Linked DNA regions of Mus musculus: region 1 is linked to region 2. A link is a contact called in public Hi-C data. All regions are on one chromosome and are shown on one strand. Each heading gives the region's core, a stretch centred on a gene start, on an enhancer-like site or on the middle of the called end of the contact. The rest is flanking DNA. Distances are from core to core; before and after follow the strand shown.

The links. Hi-C and Micro-C count contacts between places; a contact is called where the count stands out from the background.
Region 1: a contact with region 2 is called in a Hi-C map of liver, with 2.2 times the contacts expected there. The contact joins two enhancer-like sites. A contact is called at or near these places in 2 of 15 datasets of contacts at CTCF or cohesin (the NIH/3T3 cell line and pro-B cells), 4 of 484 Hi-C or Micro-C datasets (the BV-2 cell line, bone marrow-derived dendritic cells, liver and 1 more) and 2 of 115 datasets of contacts at active chromatin or transcription factors (bone marrow-derived macrophages and pancreatic cancer cells).

Annotation. Positions count from the first base shown.
Region 1 is chr16:24,303,880-24,307,604 of GRCm38.p6, forward strand. No RefSeq gene overlaps it. Among named protein-coding and RNA genes, the nearest start is that of Gm38456, 9.5 kb to the left of the region's middle. Within about 2 kb of position 1,657, at least 4 of the 459 cell types and tissues checked have an H3K27ac peak or open chromatin away from gene starts, as enhancers often do. A contact at or near this core is called in liver, where this site is marked.
Region 2 is chr16:24,198,237-24,202,138 of GRCm38.p6, forward strand. The region is part of intron 1 of Gm31814 (a long non-coding RNA gene); the gene reads right to left. Among named protein-coding and RNA genes, the nearest start is that of Gm32126, 41 kb to the left of the region's middle. Within about 2 kb of position 1,710, at least 76 of the 459 cell types and tissues checked have an H3K27ac peak or open chromatin away from gene starts, as enhancers often do. A contact at or near this core is called in liver, where this site is marked.

The DNA of each region.
Region 1 (3,725 bases), core at 407-2,906, 110 kb after region 2:
GTCCTTTCCCTTTCTATACTGTGGCACAGTTTCAGGAGTTTTGAAGTTATCTCAGAAAATGAATTCAGCAGTGGGTCCCTTAGTCCAATTTTGGGGGCTCACGTGTGTCTATGAATTTGTCCTTTTCTTATGGATTTTCCAGTTTGAGAGGACCTAAATTTTCAAAGTATTACTTAATGTTCCCTGGAGGGAACCTGTTGCAACTACCCCCTTTCTAATCTCTAGTTTTCACTTTGAGAATTCTTTTTGGTCTGTTTGGCTAGTGATTTGTCAATCTTGTTTATCCTTTCAATGGATTTAACTTTTTGTTTGATCAATTCTGTGGACTTTTATTAAGTGTGTACATCATATTGTGTAAATATGTAAGTACATAATCTTTATTGTTATTATTTTTTTACCTGATGCTTTAGGGTACGGCTGGTTCTTGTTTTTATGAAGTCATGAGTTATATATGACTGAGTTAGCATTGACTATCAACTTGACGCAGCCTAGGATCATCAGAAAAAGAATATCAATTGAATAATTGCTTTCAATGAAGCTGGTCTATGCACATAACTGTAATGAGTTGTCTTGAACATTTTAACTGCTTTAAAAAAACCAAGGTTACCATGGGTGGCACCATTGTATAGGCAGGGGCTCCTAGACTGTAAGAAAATTTAGCAAAGGGTCCGAAGATATGGGCAGTGATTAAGAGCATTTACTATTCTTGCAGAGGACCCAAGTTCAGTCCCCAGCACCCATGTCAGTGGCTTACAATGCCTATAACTCCAACTCCAGAGCATCTGGACACTTCCTGTGGCCTCTCGGGGTACTCGCATACCTCTTTACAAATATAAACACAGAAACACATACATACCTATAATTAAAACAAAACAAAATAAGAAAACTAGCTAAGTATAAGCCTGTGGATGCACCATAAAGGAAGAATGAGTGAGCCAAGGAATTAGCTGGCAAGCAGCTTCCCTCCACGGTCCTGTCTCTTGCTTTCTGCCTTGAGTTCCTAACCTGACTTTGTTCAATGGTTGATTGTGCACCATGAGCCAAATAAGCCTTTCTTTCCTCTAAAGTACTTTTTGGTCGTGGTATTTTATCAAAGCAGTAGAGAAGTTAACCAATACAGTCAGGTTATTTACTTGAGATCTCTCTGGTACTTTGTGAGCACAGTCACTTATAGCTATAAGCTGCCCTCTTAGATCAGCCTTAGCTGTGCCAGTGGGGTTTCTAACGGGTTGTACTTTCATTGGAACCTGTTCTGGGCACATTTTAATTATCTAAATGGCTCACTGTTTGTAAAAGAGCATATTAGCCAGTCTCCATATGTTTTGTAGCTTCTCTTGTTATTGGCTTCTAGTTTTTCATTATTTGTTTTTTTTATAGCAGGTCTTCCTGCAGACCTGCCAGTGGTATAATGACACGGGTGCTTTTAAAATAGCTTAAAGCTCAGCCCTTCAACTGGGGCAGTCTCCAGCTACCTCATCCAGCTTATCCTGACGATCTTGCCTATGACCTACCACATGACTAGATCTACATCTTTCTTTGCTCCCCATCTGTTCCCTTTGGTGTCCCTTCTCTGACTCTCCCATTGCTGCATTCTTTCCCTTCATTCTCTCTGTCCAGAAGTTCCACCCTCCTCCTTCCTGCCCAGTTATTGGACATCAGATGTTTATTACAGCCCATCACTAGTGAGACAATCTCTGATACAATTCTAGGTTGCCCTGGGCATGTGAGGAAGGACAAATATTTACAAAACAGAAAAATCCAGTGTCAGGCCAGAGAACTGATAGCACCAAAACCCTGCCAGCACTCAGCTCTCTGCCAGTGCAGAATTAACCATTGAAAATGCAGAGTCACCCATTGTGAAGAAAAGTTATCGCTACACTTTGGATTTGACTCCTTTATTTTATGTTCATGAGTGCTTTGCCTATATACATATCTGTATACCATGTGCATGCCTGGTGACCTAGAAGTCAGAAGAGGGCATCAGTTCCCCTGGAACTGGAGTTACAGACAGTTGTCAGCTGCCATTTGGGTGCTGGGTCCTCTGCAAGGTCAAGTGCTCTTAACACTGACCAACCTGGCCTGCCCTTTCACTTCTAGTTTTAATCCATCATGACCTGAGAAAATATAAGAAAGTAGTGTAATTTTCTTGTTTTGTTTTGTTTTGTTTTTTAGTTACTTTATATCCTGATCACATCTTCCCCTCTCACCTCTCCTCCCAATCTCCCCCTCTCATCTCCTCCCTCTCCACCCCCATTGTCCCATCCTCTCTTTCTCTTCAGAAAAGGGATATCCTATCCATTTGGCCCATCACTGGATTTTCTACAGATATCAACCCTCCTTGGCATAGCAATTTGTGGCTAAACTAGGCCCATCTTCTCTTGCGGAAGCTTCACAAAACAGCCCAGTTAAGGGAAAGGGATCCAAGGATGGTCAACAGGTTTCAGAGACAGCCCCTTCCTCTGTTGTCAGGACACCCACATGAAGACTGAGCTGCACAATTGTTACCTCTGTACTGAGGGCCTAGGTCCGTCCCATGCATGCTCTCTGGCAATTCAGTCAACTTGGCCATATGGGCCAAGGTTAGTTGATTCTGTAGGTTTTCTTGTGTTGTTCTTGACTTCTCTGGCTCCTTCAATCCTTCCTCCCCCTCTTTCTTTGAATTCCTCAAGCTCTGACTAATGTTTGGCAGTGGGTCTCTGCATCTGTTTCCATCAGTTGCTGGGTGAAGCCTGTCAATGAGAGTTATGCTAGGTTCCTGTCTGCAAGTACAGCTTGGCCAACAGTCATCAACTGGTCATTCCCTCAATTTCTGTTCCATCTTTACCCCTGTATATCTTGTAGGTAAGACAAATTTTGGCTCTAAGGTTTTGTGGCCGGGATGGCATCCCAGTACCTCCACTGAAAGTCTTTTCTGGTTGCAAAAGATGGCTAGGAGTCTTAGCTATGGTCACCCACAAAGATTCCTGGGGATTTCCATTGGTCTGTGTTTCTAGCTCATCCCAGAGATGTCCCCTTCTCTCTCCCCATACTCTCTCTCTCTCCAACCTCCCCCTACTTATCCCTCCTGCTCCTTTCATCCACCCCTGATGTCTATTCTATTTCCCCTTTTCAGTGAGATTCAAGCAACCTCTATTGGGTCTTCCTTATTACTTAGCTTTTTTGGTTATGTTGTAGCATGGCAATCCTGTACTTTATGGCTAAGAACCACTTATAGGCGAGTACATTCTATATTTGTCTTTCTGAGACTGGGTTACCCCACTTCTGATGATCTTTCCTAGTTCCATCCATTTGCCTGCAAGTTTCATGATGCCAGTATTTTTAATAGCTGAGCAAAATGCCATTGTGTACCTGAGTGATATTGCATTGTGTAAATGACCCAATTTCCTTTATCCATTCTTTGGCTGAGGGACGTCTAGGTTGTTTCCAGTTTCTGGTTATTATGAATAAAGCTACTATGAGCATAGTTGAGCAAGTACCCTTGTGTTATGGTGGAGCACCTTTTGGTATATGCCCAGGAATGGTATAACTGGTTGAGGTAGAATTAGTCCCAATTTTCTGAGAAACTGCCAAACTGATTTCCAAAGTGGTTTTAAAAGTTTGCAATCCAACCAGCAATGGAGTGTTCCCTTGCTCCACTGCCCCAGTTCTAGAATAATAACACAGAGGCTTATATTTATTTACAATGCCTTTGGCCTTAAACTTGTTCCCAACTAGCTCTTAACTCA
Region 2 (3,902 bases), core at 460-2,959:
GCCATTCCTCACTGGGGATGTACTTGAACATGATGGCATTCACTGTTTTTATATTGGTTGTTCTCCAGTCCAGAAGGAGGGGGTTAGCAGCTTGGGGCTGGAAGGGATGCAGAGAGGAGTGACTGAGGAGAGCTAGGCTGGTGAGATAGACCTGCAGACAGCATTATTACTGCCCTAGCTTTGGGATACTATTTCTGTGACTGCTAAAGGGAAAGGGCCTTCACAATACTGAAAGAGTAAAATCCTGGAGTGTGGGGGAGGGTCACTAAGCACATTTTCAACCTCAAGGCTATTCTAGATGACTCACTTGGAAGCTTTAATTTTTATGACAGATTATTTTTTTAGAACAGTATTTTTTAGGGGTTCAAAAAGCTTGCATGTAAAGAATTCCAAAGCTGAATGACCATCCAGAGACTACCCCACCTGGGGTTCTATCCCATATACAATAACCAAACACAGAAACTATTGTGGATGCCAATAAGTACTTGCTGACACTCTGCCAATGCCTAACAAATACAGAAGTGGATGCTTATAACCATCCATTGGACTGAGCACAGGGTCCCCAATGAAGGAGCTAGAGAAAGGACCCAAGGAGCTGAAGGGGTTTGTAGCCCCATAGGAGGAACAACAATAGGAACCAACCAGTACTGCCATAGCTCCCAAGGACAAAACCAAAGAAAACACATGGTGGAACTCATAGCTCCAACTGCATATGTAGCAGAGAATGGCCTAGTCGGTCATCAAGGGGAGAAGAGGCCCTTGGTTCTGTGAAGGCTCTAAGTCCCTGTGTAGGGGAATGCTAGGGCCAGGAAGAGTGAGTGGGTAGGTTCATGAGCAGGGGAGGAGGGAAGGGGTAGTGGGTTTTCAGAGGGGAAACCAGGAAAGGGGATAACATTTGAAATGTAAATAAAGAAGATATCTAATTTAAAAAGTTAGGAAACTATGAAAAATAAAAATTAATTAATTAATTAATAATTCAAAGCCAAGTGTTCTAGTAGTCCATAAGGAGTCATGCTGCAGGCTCTTCCTGATGATACTCTGCATACATTCTATCATTTGCTCTTCAAAGCCAGCCTGGGAAATAAAGTGTCAGGAAGACCTTCCTTTACCAGGTGGTAGAAAATCAAGATGCTAACTGGCCGAGCCACTGGTCAAAAACCTCAGGTAGTGGAGATAAGGCTGTGTGTTAGCCCAGAACCCTCACTGCTACCCGGAACTATCCGTTACTACTATGCTCCCAGGCATTCTTCACTGCCCAGGACAACATCCTTTAGCCTCTGGCAGCCAGCTCTGAAGGCCTGGATCAGGGTCATGGCCCCAAGTTCCCCAGACGAATGGAGTGGCATAGATCACCCAGAGCAGCAGGAGAGCCTCGGGTATCAGCTGACTCGCTCACCTGACGTTGTCGGCTCTCTGATGCTCTGGGAGCCAGAGCTGGCAAAATGAGCTCGGGAACCCTCTCCTGACTTCTTATTCTTCTAGAGACTTGGCATTCAAAAACCAAAGAGATTTCCACAGGTCCATCGCCACAGACGTGATTAGGAATTATTTTGTGAAGCCACCTACTAATCCTGCATCCTACTGGCCAAGGTTGGGCAGTTAACAGTTTCTTTAGGGACTTCCATTAGCCAACCTAACCGATAAAGTCCAGAGGGACTAAAGCAGAAAGAAATGTGACGGCCTATGAGTCACTCAGTCTCGACCTTCAGCATGTTTTGAAAACGCATTGTGAAATGCTTTCCAATCAATACAGCGCTGGGCAGTAACAAGGCTGGGTGGGGGTTGTGCAAGAAGGGAAGCGGACCATTTATGCTGGGTCATTTGAGAGGCTCCAAGTTCTTACTGAGAGAAGGACCTAAAAACACAAGGTCCCCATAACAGCGTTTAAACGGAATCACAGAAAACCAAGCACCAACAGGGAACAAAAGTGGACACCTTTCTTCTCGGCAGAATAGCGAAATGGGTGGCTTATATTTACACCCCCAAGCTAGAGAGTCTATTCCTTCCTGTCAAAGTCCAAGACTGGTGTTAACCCCAAATGGCTGCTAGACGCTTCCATGCTGCCGACAGCAGCCTAACCTTCAGGCATTGCGAGCAAGTGAGTGATCTAGCAAGTGTCTGAGGTGAAGGAAGCAGCTGGTGAGAGGCAGGTGCACAGAACGCGGAAGCTGAAGATGGCTCAAGGTCCACCTGCCACTTGCAAGGCCTCTGACTGTGGGAGCAGTCACATTCCCTGTCAGACCCTTTTCTTTCTACCAAGGAGAGAAGGCATCTGCCCCATGGATCACATGAAACTTGAAAGTGATGAGGGCCATGCAGACTCTTTGCAAGCTCCACATGCACACAGAGGACTATTATTAGTGGAAACCCATCAGCATGATTTTGCAAAGGCAGATGGAAAGAATTTCCCACTTAAAGAATGGCACTCAGGTATGACTTTGTGGTTAGAGGCCAAAACCAATCCTGAAGATGAGCCTGTACACATGACAGAGAACATTTGGGTACCAGTTGGTGCCAGGCTCAATTAGTTGCTAGCTTGGGTGCCTGGGAAATGCTTAACAACTGTTTCTACAGTGGTTAAAAATAAATAAATAAATAAAAATATAAGATTGGCTGTAAGTATTTGCACCACAGCGCTATTGAGGCCACAATATCAGTAACACGGGGTAAGGAAAAAAGGCCCACAGCTGGCCCACACGTGTAAGTACAGCCAGATCAGGCTCTGCTCCCCACTAGAAACATCTGAAAGATTAGTTGGTACAAGTACTTTGAAAGCCCATTCGACTCATGCCACCTGAGTTTTAACAAACAAAGCCGCTCCATGTCTTCCTCTAAAGCTTCAAATGAGAATTCGTACTTTTATTTAAACTTGTCCTGGTCATTGTTGCAGAGAATCTTAACTGTGTCTTTGTCAAAATTGTTGGTTCCTAAACCACAAGCCTGACATTGTGCGTATGTGTGTGGAGGAGGGGGGAGGGTCAGGGGAACCCTTGGTTTTCAAATCTAAGGACTGAAGAGTTGATCAAACAGGATAGGATGGAACAGTACAGGGAAGAGGAGAAAAGTCTGGGACCGATTATTAGCAGTCTCAGCGGTGACACTTGTACGGGTGGCCTGTTTTCTGAGGCCCAGATTCTATCTGTAAAATGGGAAGTGCTCTCTGCCTTTGCCTCACTCCCAGCGCTACAACGGAGACTTAAGCGCTAGCGCAGGGGCAGGAGTTCTGAAACCAGCAACCTTGTGTTGGCTTTGAACTGTTGTATATTTACTTGGATATTATTACTCAAACATGGATTTGATTTCTCAGCTTCAGAACTGATGATAAGTAGGACTCGTGCTGGGGCAGACAAGCCCTGCCCCGCAACTCAAATCCTATTTCTGGAGGCTGGGCCCCTGTAGAGTGTCTGCAGCTAAGTATAGCTGTGCTCAAGAAGGGCTGTAAGACCCACAGAACAGCCCCTGAGGGCGATAGGGAAGCGGTACTGCCCAGGGCTAAGGGCCATTGGGAACTGCTTTTGCCCACAAGCCTTCGCACCAGCAGTGATCCGTGAAGGTTAAAAAAACAATGTTCAACCCAAACTCTGTCAGACAGGACTTTATCACAACTACCAAGAGCGGGCTAGGGTCCCAGCCAACATTGAAAAGCATTATGGGGACCTGGGAATCTGTATTTTAAATAATTGTCCATATTCATTTACTTACAAGCAGTACTGAACAAAAAAAGAAAAAAAAAGTCCCTTTGTGTGCTATGAAACCTGATGGAGTAGACCGAAAGAAAGATTCTCTATTGATTGGCGCAAACACTCAGTGAGAAGCAATGCCTGTTGGGGGAGACCCTGCCTGTGCCTTGGGAACCCTCATAACACACTGCTAGACTAGGCTTCTTTGTCCTTCATCACTAG